Linked DNA regions of Mus musculus: region 2 is linked to region 1. The links are chromatin contacts, called in public Hi-C maps. All regions are on one chromosome and are shown on one strand. The core of a region is the stretch at or near the end of the contact, and the rest is flanking DNA. Distances in the headings are between cores, read along the strand shown. Region 1 overlaps Carmil1 (capping protein regulator and myosin 1 linker 1). Region 2 holds the start of Carmil1 (capping protein regulator and myosin 1 linker 1).

Region 1 (5,771 bases), core at 979-3,478:
GGACAGGTCCAGACGACTGACACCATTAACACTTTGTCAGCCTCAGTGACTACAGTCATAGATAAACAGGCCTCAGCTAATGTCAAGATACAGGGTGGTCTCATGCTGGTTAATCAACTCATAGATCTTGTCCAGAAACAACTAGATGTATTATGGCAAATAGCTCAGCTGGGATGTGAACAAAAGTTTCCGGGATTGTGTGTTACTTCCATTCAGTATGAGAAATTTACTAGGGCAGCTAATTTGTCAAAAAGTCTTTTTCAGTATATGTTACAGAATTGGACGGCTGAATTTGAACAGATCCTTCGAGAATTGAGACTTCAGGTCAACTCCACACGCTTGGACCTGTCCCTGACCAAAGGATTACCCAATTGGATCTCCTCAGCATTTCCCTTCTTTAAAGAATGGGTGGGATTGATATTATTTGGAGATACACTTTGCTGTGGATTAGTGTTGCTTCTTTGGTTGGTCTGTAAGCTTAAGGCCCAAACTAGGAGAGACAAGGTGGTTATTGCCCAGGCACTTGCAGCTCTAGAACATGGTGCTTCCCCTGATATATCTATGCTTAGGCAATAGGTCGCTGGCCACTCAGCTCTTGCATCCCACGAGGCCAGACTCATTGCACGGGATAGAGTGAGTGTGCTTCAGCAGCCCGAGAGAGTTGCACGGCTAAGCACTGCAGTAGAAGGGCTCTGCGGCATATATGAGCCTATTCTAGGGAGACATGTCATCTTTCAAGAAGGTTGAGTGTCCAAGTGTCCTTCTCTCCAGGCAAAACGACACGGGAGCAGGTCAGGGTTGCTCTGGGTAAAAGCCTGTGAGCCTAAGAGCTAATCCTGTACATGGCTCCTTTACCTGCACACTGGGGATTTGACCTCTATCTCCACTCTCATTAATATGGGTGGCCTATTGCTCTTATTAAAAGGAAAGGGGGAGATGTTGGGAGCCGCCCCCACATTTGCCGTCACAAGATGGCGCTGACATCCTGTGTTCTAAGTGGTAAACAAATAATCTGCGCATGTGCCAAAGGTATTTTACCACTACATGTACTCTGCCTTTACTCGGCCATGGGCTGCAGCCAATCAGGGAGTGATGCGTCCTAGGCGAAGGATAATTCTCCTTAAAGGGAACGGGGTTTCCGCCATTCTCTCTCTTGCTCTGCGCTCTGGCGCTCTGGCGCGCTGGCGCTCTGGCTCCTAAAGATGTAAGCGGGGGGCTTTCGTTTTTGGGGCTGGGGGCTTGCGCTCCTGCTCCTGAAGATGTAAGCAATAAAGTTTTGCCGCGGAAGATTCTGGTTTGTTGTGTTCTTCCTGGCCGGTCGTGAGAACGCGTTTAAGATAGGGCCAGTGCAACATGTCCATCCCATCCCATGACACAGGTACTAGATGGTCATCGGGAGTCACTGTGGCCCTGTCCCAAAGTGTGTTACCACGCCTTTGGAGGCAGGTGAGACAATTGTACCCTTCACTGGTCTGCTGTGTTCAACAGTTGATACACAGGTTTCCAGCATGGTTGTGTCATGCCTGCGTGCATCTGTGGTCCTGTTCTACATTGTGATGTTCATTGGTGAGGCCTATTACTCACATGGGTAAGTTACTTCTGTCTGTGCCTTGTGGTTCACAATGAAGCTGTTCATTTATGCAAACGACACTCACACTCATCCTGTGTCCTAGCTTGCTTTCTATTGCTATGACAGTGATCATGACCAAGGGCAACCTGAGGGCAAGAGCGGTAATCTGGCTTGCCCATCCTATTTATAGTTCATCAATGATGGAAATCTAGGCAGGAACTCAACAGGGCAGGAACATGGAGGTGGGAACTGAAACAGAAACCAAGGAGGAAGGAAGCACACTTGCTCCACATGGTTTGCTCAGCTTGTTTTCTTCTTCTACCTGGGAACCACCTGCCCACAGGCAGCCCCACCACAGGAGGGTGGGCCCTCCCACATCAATCATTAATCAAGAAAATGCCCCACGGGTCTGCCTATGGACTAATCTGATAGAAGCATTTTCTCAATTAAGTTTGCCTCTTCTCAGATGTCCTGAGCTTGTGTTGAGATATCACACACACACACACACACACACACACGAACAACAACAACAAAAACCACCTAGCACAACTCAAAATACAGCTTCCTGGGCAAGGCACAGCCCAGAGCATGTTCCACAGAGCATGGAGTAGCTCAGAGAAGGGCACAGCAATGATTCAAGAGAGAGACTGGGAAGGACCTGAAAGCTTTGGTGTGGTTTTCTCAGAGAAGTGGTGTGGGTAACAGAGGGAGAGCAGGGAAGTAGTGGGCAGGCTGAGAAGCAGATACAGGCCAGACTGAGGTAGTAGAAGTGGCAAAGAGCAATGATGGTGGTAAAACAGACTACAGAGCCAGCCAGGCGTGAGAGACTGAACTTCTAGTTTCCAGTGAGTCTAGTGATGCTGGTGTTAAAGGACACAGCGATGCAGAAAGCAGAGTCACCCAGAAAACAAGGGGATGCACATGGCAGGCCACACCTCACAGGAAGGCAGACAGCTCATAGGATCTACAGGGATTGGCTGTTCACAATGCATCCAGAAACCCACTGTGGGACCTCTTCATGCACAAATCATCCCGAATGTAACTTCTTACCTGGGATGTACCAGAACCAGGAAAAATATCCTATCCTATTTCTCTTCTCTCTTAGTTGATTTTAAACAATTATAACATTCAAGCCCAGCTTAAGAAAAATCTAGGAGATGAAAAATAACATGACCACGTCCTCCGGAATCACATCGTTTTAACAACCGGGGCACCAGAATGAAAATTGCTTCATGCTGTTTTCCAGAATGAAGACTTTTCAGAAATCTTGGTTTATTTTTCTATTGTACACATCCTTATTTCAAGCCACTGTTATTTACACACTTGCATGGAAGTCAAATCAACAGATTGGCATGCTTTCAGGACTTCTGTGAATTAATTGTCCATCTGCAGGGAGGGGAGGGGAGGCTATCCCAGGCAGAAGCCCAAGCTGCAATACAAATGGAGTGAAACCCTCACAAGCAGGCCAGGGGCAAACACCTACAATCCCAGCACTTGGGAGCCAGAGGTAAGATTCATGGCCAGCCGGCCATCCTGCCATAAAGGTAGAGGCCACACTGAGCTGCAAGAGACCCTGCATCAAACAGCAAAAGAGGGGGAGAATGAAGAGGAGGAGGGAGTTGGAAGGATGGGAGGGAGGCAGTCTGGCGACTAAGGAAAGCAGCAGGTAATCAGCCAGGAGAAAAAGCACAGAGAACAGGAGATCTATACGCTGCATTTCCCTGTCTGTGGAGGAGCGACTGGTAAGTAGGCTGAGAAACCAGAAGCCACAATAGAAAAAAAAGCAATTCATCCATCGCACAATCCAAGCCAGGAGAAGAGACAGCAAGCCGTTCACAGTCACACAACCCTCTCTGACCCGCACTTTGGTGTGAGGGCTCTAGCTATGTTTTTGAGGCCAGCCTTCAGGAATCAAGCAATGCTCCAGCCTCCGCCTCCAGCACAGCAATTGACACTGTGAATTTGTATGAGGATAGGAACAACCAGGTTTCTCTGGGGCAGCAGAATCCCCATGAGCAGGGAGTATCAGTGGTTACGAGCTCCCATCAACACCACCAGTAGCAACATCGTCTTCCAGCAGCAGTTTACACTGGTCCCATGCAAAGCTCCCTGCACACACACACACACACACACACACACACACACCTACCTCATGGAAACACACCAAAGCACTCCACTATCAAATAACTTCAGGAAACCCTGCACATCAACCTTCCTTGCACAGCAGGAAGCACACCCGATATACAATGTTCAATGTTCAGCCATCAGGAAACTCTTCTTTAAAGTTGCTAACCAAGGTTTTACTTATCTAACATAATGCTGCCCTGGCTTCCCAAGGGATGCAGTGTAGCCCACATCAGAGAAGCACAAAGCTCTCCGGTTTCTGCATTCCTGGGCAAGCCTCTTCTCACTACTCCTTGGGGGCTTCCGTCATACCGCAGAAAACAGATGTGTACCATCTCCCCAGTGCTGTCTTTCCAAAGACCCAGGGAAGGAGACCTGCTTGGGTCACATGGACAACTGTAGCCTGAAAACTAGGGCTATGGAATCATGGACACAAAATCGCAGTGCCGTCTCTGCATCTGAGGAAGCCAAAACCACACAAGGATCCTGTGGTCTCAGCAGTCAAGACAAGTTCCCTTCAAAAGTGTGTGGAGTCCGTGCACATGCATGCGAGGTATGTGCATACACAGCTACTCATGAAAGCTACAGATCTGGAAGGTGGGAAGGGATCTGTACCCCGAGCTCCAGAGTATTAAGTGACATCTATGCCTGAGTGATATCTATTTCCCACTTAAAAGTCTCAGATGCTTAGCTTTCTTCCTCCTCCCCGAATCTGTTCCTCTCTCCATCTCAACACAAGTCATAATCACATATGATCGAAAACTGAGAATCGCTGGGCTTGGCGGACGGCAGTTGTCATCACAGCACTTGTGAGGCAGAGCTAGAGGACCATCCTGAGCTCTAGTCCAGCCCAGACTATACAGTGAAGCCCTCTCAAATACCCTGAGAGTCATCCATCCCTGTGTCTCTTTCTCTCTTTCCCCACTTCCGAGCTGCAGAACCACCATTAACAGAAAGATTACATTCAGAACCCTGCTAACCTGCAGCATCCTCACCAACCTCCTCCCACTCACAGCACTCCACCCATACAGCACTGGCATCCTTTGTCCAAGGCCTGTTTTGTAGAAACTCCAGTGTATGGAAAACTAGACACAAAAGCAGAAGGTATCAAAGAGAAGTGGCAGATGTGGCATCAGGACTGCTCACTGTGGTAGAAGGTACCACAAGACCAGAGAGGAGGAATGTTCAGAATCACACAGGGGACAATAAGAGACTGATGCAAAGAAGCACGCCTTGAGAGATAGCAAGGCATGAGGATCCAAACACCCCAAGACAGAACAAAGGGAACTACATGTTAAGGTAGACAGACATTAGACGGCCATTAGCCAAGATGTACCAGATTTCTCAAATAACATTAACAAAGTAGGAAAGCTTTGTAAGTCCATGACAGAACATTTTCTTGGTGTATAGATAGACCCAAGTTGAATCTCCATCATGAAAAATAAACACAAGCTATTAAGAACCCAACATTAAGAAGAAATAGTCTGGGCGTGGCATAAAACACTTGGCCTCAACTTGATTTCCCTCTCCTCTCCTCTCCTCTCCTCTCCTTTCCTCTCCTCTCCTCTCCTCTCCTCTCCCTCTGCACTGAGCTGACAGATGAACATCACTGAGTGTATCTTTTTACTTGGATGCCTAGGATCCAATCCTAGGTCTCCATGCTTACACGGCGAGCACTTCATTCACTGAGCCATTTTCCCAGTCCCTTGGCTGTGTACCCTAAGAATTCTGTCTATTCCATAGGATTTAGAAGTCATGCCAAAGTCACCCAGCAAACAAAATGGTAGCTATGTCCTAGATGGCTATACAGGTCAAGCTGGATTCCTCTTTATCTTATCTTCCTTTTCCTAATAACAATAAAAAGGTCTGACCCCATCATGGGGCATTCCAAGGGTGTTCACTGAACCACAGAGGGAAGCTCTGTTTTTCTGCTACTTCATTGACTCCTACTTTCTGGTCTTAGGCCACCTGCATGCTCCTTAGTATATGCAAATAGCTTTTATTAGCCATGAGTCCTCAGTACTGAACAGGATTACATGCTTCTCACAGGTTCATTATTAACAAACTTAACAAAGAA
Region 2 (5,771 bases), core at 1,659-4,158, 50 kb after region 1:
CTCACAAACAGAGCAGGGTGTGGGGGTTTGGGACAGAAGAACTTTGAGCTGAAGAGGCCCCCAGGAAACAGACTTCTGGTTTCCACAGTGGGGTCTCCAAGAGAGCCCGCTGAGGTGTAGAATTATTACTCTGTATGATGTAGATGTCTTAGTATATACAGACACTTGGAGGAAAAGTGAGAGAGAGAGAGAGAGAGAGAGAAGGCTGGAAATGAAAGTGCAGCTTGAGGAACAGCAAGCAGGCAGAATGAGGACAGGGTACATGCACGGAGGCTGGGCACTGGGCATTCTCTGCCCAGCTACTATCTCATCAGAGCCTAAGGCAGCATGGACTCCCCACTAAGAGACCTGTGGACATAGGCCTCTGAAATTGCCCTGCTATATCCAAAGGATAAAAGCAGCTTCTGGGTGGTGACAAGTGGCATGTGGCCAGTATTCTTGTCCTCTGCCTTGTATTTCTTTTTTTTCTTCTTCTTCATTTGTCTATTTGTCTGTTGTTTGTTGAGACATAGGTCTCTCTATGTAGTCTTGGCTGGCCTAGAAGTCAGTATGTAGACCATGCTAGCCTTGAGCTCACAGAGGTTCCCCTAGCTTCTGCCTCTCCAGTGCTAGGACTAAAAGCCTGGGCCACTGTCACACACACACACACACACACACACACACACACCCTCTGATTTCTGTATTTAAAACTATTCCATAAAAGCCTAAGGGCAGCGCACACATGTAAACCAGCATTCAGGAGACTGAGGCAGGAGGGAGAGTGAGAATAGCTTAAGGTCAGACTCATCTAGTGAGTCGGCACCTATCTTGGGCTACAAGAATCCTTGTCTTTAAAACAAAAAACAAAACAACAACAAAACCTTTAATAGAAAGATATGTCATACACAGCTTACAGGCCTTAAAGGAGAAGTTTAGGAAAAGGCAGCGAGGCCTTTGCAGTCTGTTTTAACTGATCAGCTAAAATGCTTGTGAGCTCCTGGAACCAGCAACATCGGTGAACCCCACCACCACCAAAGCCTAACCAGACAACACAGAGGCCTAGGAAAATGCTATTAGACAAACCACAGAAGGGCAATGAAGAGAATACACCAAATGGTTAGCTGGAGAAGGGTCCTTCGAGCCACCATCCTTCCAAAATCACCAATATACAATACTGACTCAACACAAAAGTTCCTTTCAAAAGAGGGGTCAAATTCACCTTTTAAACATACTTAAGTACTGAGAACCGCTGATAAACAGCAGCATCTTTTTATTTCACCGTTTACACTTTATCTGGAGTCCAAATCACCTAAACTTCAGGTCCCAGGACAATGCTACATGATTTTCTAGAAATCTGCCACCCTTGGAGGCATCTTTGGAGCCTCCAGCGTTAGTTTCGTGTTCAGGCAGGGTGTTGGAAACACCCAGAACCGGATGGGCCACTCGATAATGTCTCAGAAAGAGTCTCGAAATTGAGGAGACAAAGTAGGGGGTGTGCACAAATACCTTACTTCGTGTGTGTGTGTGTGTGTGTGTGTGTGTGTGTTGGCATGTTTTCAGTTCAACAAAGGCAGAGTTCCATACAAAACGGGCAACAGCTTCTTCCCGCCAAGTTTTACCTGCAGAGTGAGCAGCTTTGCGGGGGCACACCATGCCCTCTCAAGTATCAATGCTGGGTGGACAGCAGAGGGGCAAATTCCAGACTATGGTGAATCGGTGAGAACGTTCCCTCCTTGTCAGCGCCCAGGGAATCCAGGGAACATCAAGTGTGTGCCCAGTATTCCTCAGGGAATACCAGTCACTGGAGCTCAAAGTACGTCCATAAAGTCATATTCACCTTAGTGCAAGTCAACGCACTCCACACGAGCATAAGCGCTGGTTTCCAGCGCTCCTAGCCCATTTGTCTTCTGCCATTTAACCTTTCCAGATAAAGCTAAGCTCCAGGACTTAAATTCCAAGCAATGCTCTCTCTGCCCTCTGCTCCAAAAGAAGACACCCCCTCCCCCAATAAGGGCCTCAAGCAAACCAGTCACCTGGCACAGGGTAACACACGTGTTCCCAAAGAGACTGAAGGTGGTCGGCAGGTTAATCATTATTAAAATGAGGCGTTTATCATTAACCCTCCATTTCCTGGACTGAGAAGGCATCGGCCGGGTAACCCTCTAGCTTCCAACTCAATCCTCAAAGCCACGCCTTGTCAGGCTGGGTCCTGACGCTGGACGGGCGCCTCCATCCCTGAGGCCGTCAGTAAGAGGGGCAGCCCCAAACGGGAATTTCCTGGAGGGTGCCTGACATGAGCCCGAGGGAACCTACAGTCGCCAGGCATCCTCCTTGCTAGGCTTTACCAGACTTTCCAGAGTTTGGGACCAGGGAGTTGGCCACTGGAAGGGACGCCCCTCCAGCTCCATCTTCCGCCAACCTGACTCACCTGGTGGGGCTGAGCAGGGAGATCTGCGTGGAGTCCCCCAGGGCTCCAGATTCCTCTCCACTCCTTCTTCTCTCTCTGCACCCAGTTCCTGCGGCCATCGGGCCAGCAAACTTCTAGCCTCTCCCCCCACCCCGCCCCCTCCCCCGGCGACCCTGCCCCACGCCACTTGCGCAGGAGAGCGCGGAGACTGCGAGAGGACGGAGATGGGAAGGGAGGCGGAAAGGAGGTGTGCGCAGAGAAAGATGGCCAGTCGGCCCCCGCGCCAAGCTTACCCATTAACTCCCGGGGGACATCGGAGCTCTCGTCGGTCATGGTTGCCCCACTGGGCGCGGGGAGATCCCGGGTCCCACTCTCTGACTCTCGGCCCCGCGCCCTTCTTCAGACCCTTTAATGTTTCCGCGAGGAAGCCGCAGCTTGCAAGGAAAGAGTGGGCCGGCCGGAGCAGCGGGGCGTTGATCCAAGGTTGCCGCGCGCCCGCAGTACCAAAAAAAAAAAAAAAAAAAAAAAAAAAAAATCCTAAGAGTTGAAAATCCGAGCTGGCTCTGCGGCCGTCGCTACATGCCTCCCTCTCGGCTCGCTGCTTCAGGGGCCGAACGCAAGGCGGCTGCAACACCGGCTTCTTCCCGGGCGGGCGCCGCGCAGCCCGGCCTCTGCGCCGCACCTTGGGCGTAGGTGAAGCGGAAGGCGAGGGTTGGGCCGCCTGGCTGGTCTCGGCCTCCTGCGGGCTGGGCTGGGCAGGGGCGGGCCGGCTCTGCTCTCCTCCTTCCCCTTCTCCCGCTCCTCCTCCTCTCCTTCACCCTCTCCTGCTCCTCCTCCTGGTCCCCCTGCGTCTCCTCCCCGCCTCGCGAGAGCGGCCTCCGCACGGGTCCCCGGCCGGCCTCCGGGCCTGGGCGCACGGTGCCCGGCGCGGGGCACAGCCCGGGGACCGACGCGGTGCTTGGCTGCGGTGGCTGCTGCCTTGACTGCTGCGGCGGCGCCGGGCTCGGCGCCCCTCCTCGCAGCCTCGCTTCGGTGCAGCAGACGCTTGCGTCTGGAGAGGGATAGACCGTGCAGTTGAGAGAGCCCGAGAGCCATCTGCTGGCTGCCAGCGTGGAGGGCCCGGGCTGCGCGAGGGTTTATCCCCCAAATCCAGGCAGGCCAATGGACCCTGAGGCTCAGAGCTGCAGAGCCCCCAGCGCGGAAGCTAGTGCTTTCTGAGATCCTTTCGTGCACTTCTGGATCTCGGGCCCCGCTGAGCCTTGTGTCTTCGCACCCTCATTGTTAATTCCCCATCTATGTTGATTAAGAGCTACATGCAATCAATAGACAACCGTAAGATGGCAAGACAGGGGCCCCTTTGGAAAATGCCTTTTAATGGCGACCCAGTCTCCTTAAGCTTGGGGCAAATCGGAGGACCAGACATGGTTGCCAAAAGCTGGAATATTCCTGCTGCTAAATCTGATTCAATTTTACCCAACCCATCCAACCTTCCCAGAGGAAAGATCTCAGGTTCTGGAGTACTTATGTGCACTTCCATCACCCAAAGAGAATGTCCCTGACTGACCAATCAGGTTCCTGCTTTAAAGGGTTGAAAAGAGGGAGAGGGGAAAAGAGGGGGAAACACTGGCCTCTGGCAGCTTAGGTTCTGTTATTGTAGTTGTATTGGTTGGTGGATGGGTGGGTGGGTTAGTTTTTGAGACAGGGTCTCAATATGTAACCCAGGTTGGCCTGGAACTTGCTAACTAGACCAAGCTTGTCATGTCTACAAAGCAAAGATCTGTCTCCCTCTGCCTTTCAGAGTGCCGGTGTCACAGGGAAACATCTGACTGTTAAGTCTACTATTGGTGGTTTGATTTTTTTTTTCCTTTTTTTTTTTTTTTTTTTTTTAAGTGTCTCACTGGTAGGCTAGGCCACAGTTCTCCTGCCTCGGCCTCCAGGTGCCAGGATCCTGGCATGTGCTATTAGGCTGAGTTGGTAGTCTGGTTTTGAAGACTGCTATGGACCTTGCTTTTCTAAGAACAATGTTTAGTTTCCTCTAGAGTACTGCTGGTTGAGCTCTTTCCTTGGGAAGACTGTAAACAGACACCCTCCTTGCAGGGCTCCAACCACAGAGTTCCGTTTCATCAAAGTCCATCTTGGAGAACCAATGTGGTTACTGGACTTACACAGAACACGGGTGAGGGGTTACTTACTGGAGTGTGGGTGACCCTAAAGCAGTCATGTACCCTTACATGGATGAAGATTTCCTCACAGCTCTACAAATGGAGCCCCACTTTTAACTGGGAGTCCACATTTTATATACACAGCCACAGGCAGTTAGGGCCAAATCACATACCACTGGCTCCGAGTGTAGAAGAGAGCAGCTGGAATCTCACGTAAGGTACTATTGGCTCCCCCATCCCTTCCTTCAACAGTCAAGAGATTTCTTACAAGTATTCTAATGAAAACGGTGCTTGTAGTGCTGGAACCATACCTTCTACAGCAGATAATCTGATGATGGCTTCCCCTTCCCACCTGGTTCACCCCACTCCATCCCTGAATCAGACAGCGAGACTCCATTCTTTTAAATGTACTATTACTGTATGTGCACATAATGGGCCAGTTGGGGGTTTGTGGGGGTCACAGGACAACTTGTGGATTCAGTTTGATCCCTCTGTGGGTTCATCCCAGAGATCAAACTCGGCTTTCTGACAACGGCCTTTACCAGTTGAGCCTTCTCCCAGTCCCCCAGACTCTACTCTCTCCAAGACTCTCTTCAGGTATCTGCTTCTTACTGTTTACAAACCTATCATTTGTGTACCTTCTTCATAAAATTTCTTCAGGGCTTTTCAGATCTCTGAGATTCCTAAGACTGAAACACAACACACTTAAAAGCTCAAACATACGAGGGCCTCCCTTTATTCTTGTGTCTTTGTCCAGTTTTACCATTTAACCCTTGAATCCTGGATTGGGGTAGGGGAAGGGAGAGTTGGTGGTTTCCTAACTAAACAGTAGGCACTTTGAAGGCAGGAAATGTAGAAAACATCTGTGTGCTGTTGGAGATTGAACCCAGGGCCTCTTGCACACTGCCGGAGGAGCCTCTGCCTCAATGACCTGGATAAGGCAGATGTCCAATAAACACCAGTGAGCGTGAGCTTTCTACCTCAGACCTTTAACTCAGTTAATAACATTGGCAATTTGTTTAAATTACATATTCCCTCAATATATCCTACCTGAAGAAGGTGGAAATTACCACTCCAAACAGCCTTTCAAATACCTGTGGCTTAACAGGCTCTTTTCAGGGACATACTAGTGAAGTTTCAAAAATAGCCCTGAAGGCTCCACACAGTAGGGAACTTGTGAATATAAGAACAAAGATCGTTGTCTCTTTGGCCTGAGAGGTACA

What was found. Hi-C and Micro-C count contacts between places; a contact is called where the count stands out from the background.
Region 2: a Hi-C map of CD8 T cells shows a contact between it and region 1, with 2.9 times the contacts expected there. The contact joins the promoter of Carmil1 here to the enhancer-like site in region 1. A contact is called at or near these places in 4 of 39 promoter capture datasets (the 3T3-L1 cell line, hematopoietic stem and progenitor cells and hippocampal neurons), 2 of 484 Hi-C or Micro-C datasets (CD8 T cells and Sertoli cells), 8 of 115 datasets of contacts at active chromatin or transcription factors (double positive thymocytes, embryonic stem cells, forebrain and 2 more) and 3 of 9 other capture datasets (adipose tissue, liver and pancreatic islet).

What each region holds. Positions count from the first base shown.
Region 1 is chr13:24,228,998-24,234,768 of GRCm38.p6, forward strand. All of the region lies in intron 2 of Carmil1 (capping protein regulator and myosin 1 linker 1), which reads right to left. Among named protein-coding and RNA genes, the nearest start is that of Carmil1, 49 kb to the right of the region's middle. Within about 2 kb of position 2,229, at least 44 of the 459 cell types and tissues checked have an H3K27ac peak or open chromatin away from gene starts, as enhancers often do. A contact at or near this core is called in CD8 T cells, where this site is marked.
Region 2 is chr13:24,277,882-24,283,652 of GRCm38.p6, forward strand. Carmil1 (capping protein regulator and myosin 1 linker 1) reads right to left here and starts at 2,909. Exons shown (of 38, transcript NM_026825.3): 1 at 2,680-2,909. The coding sequence starts at 2,719.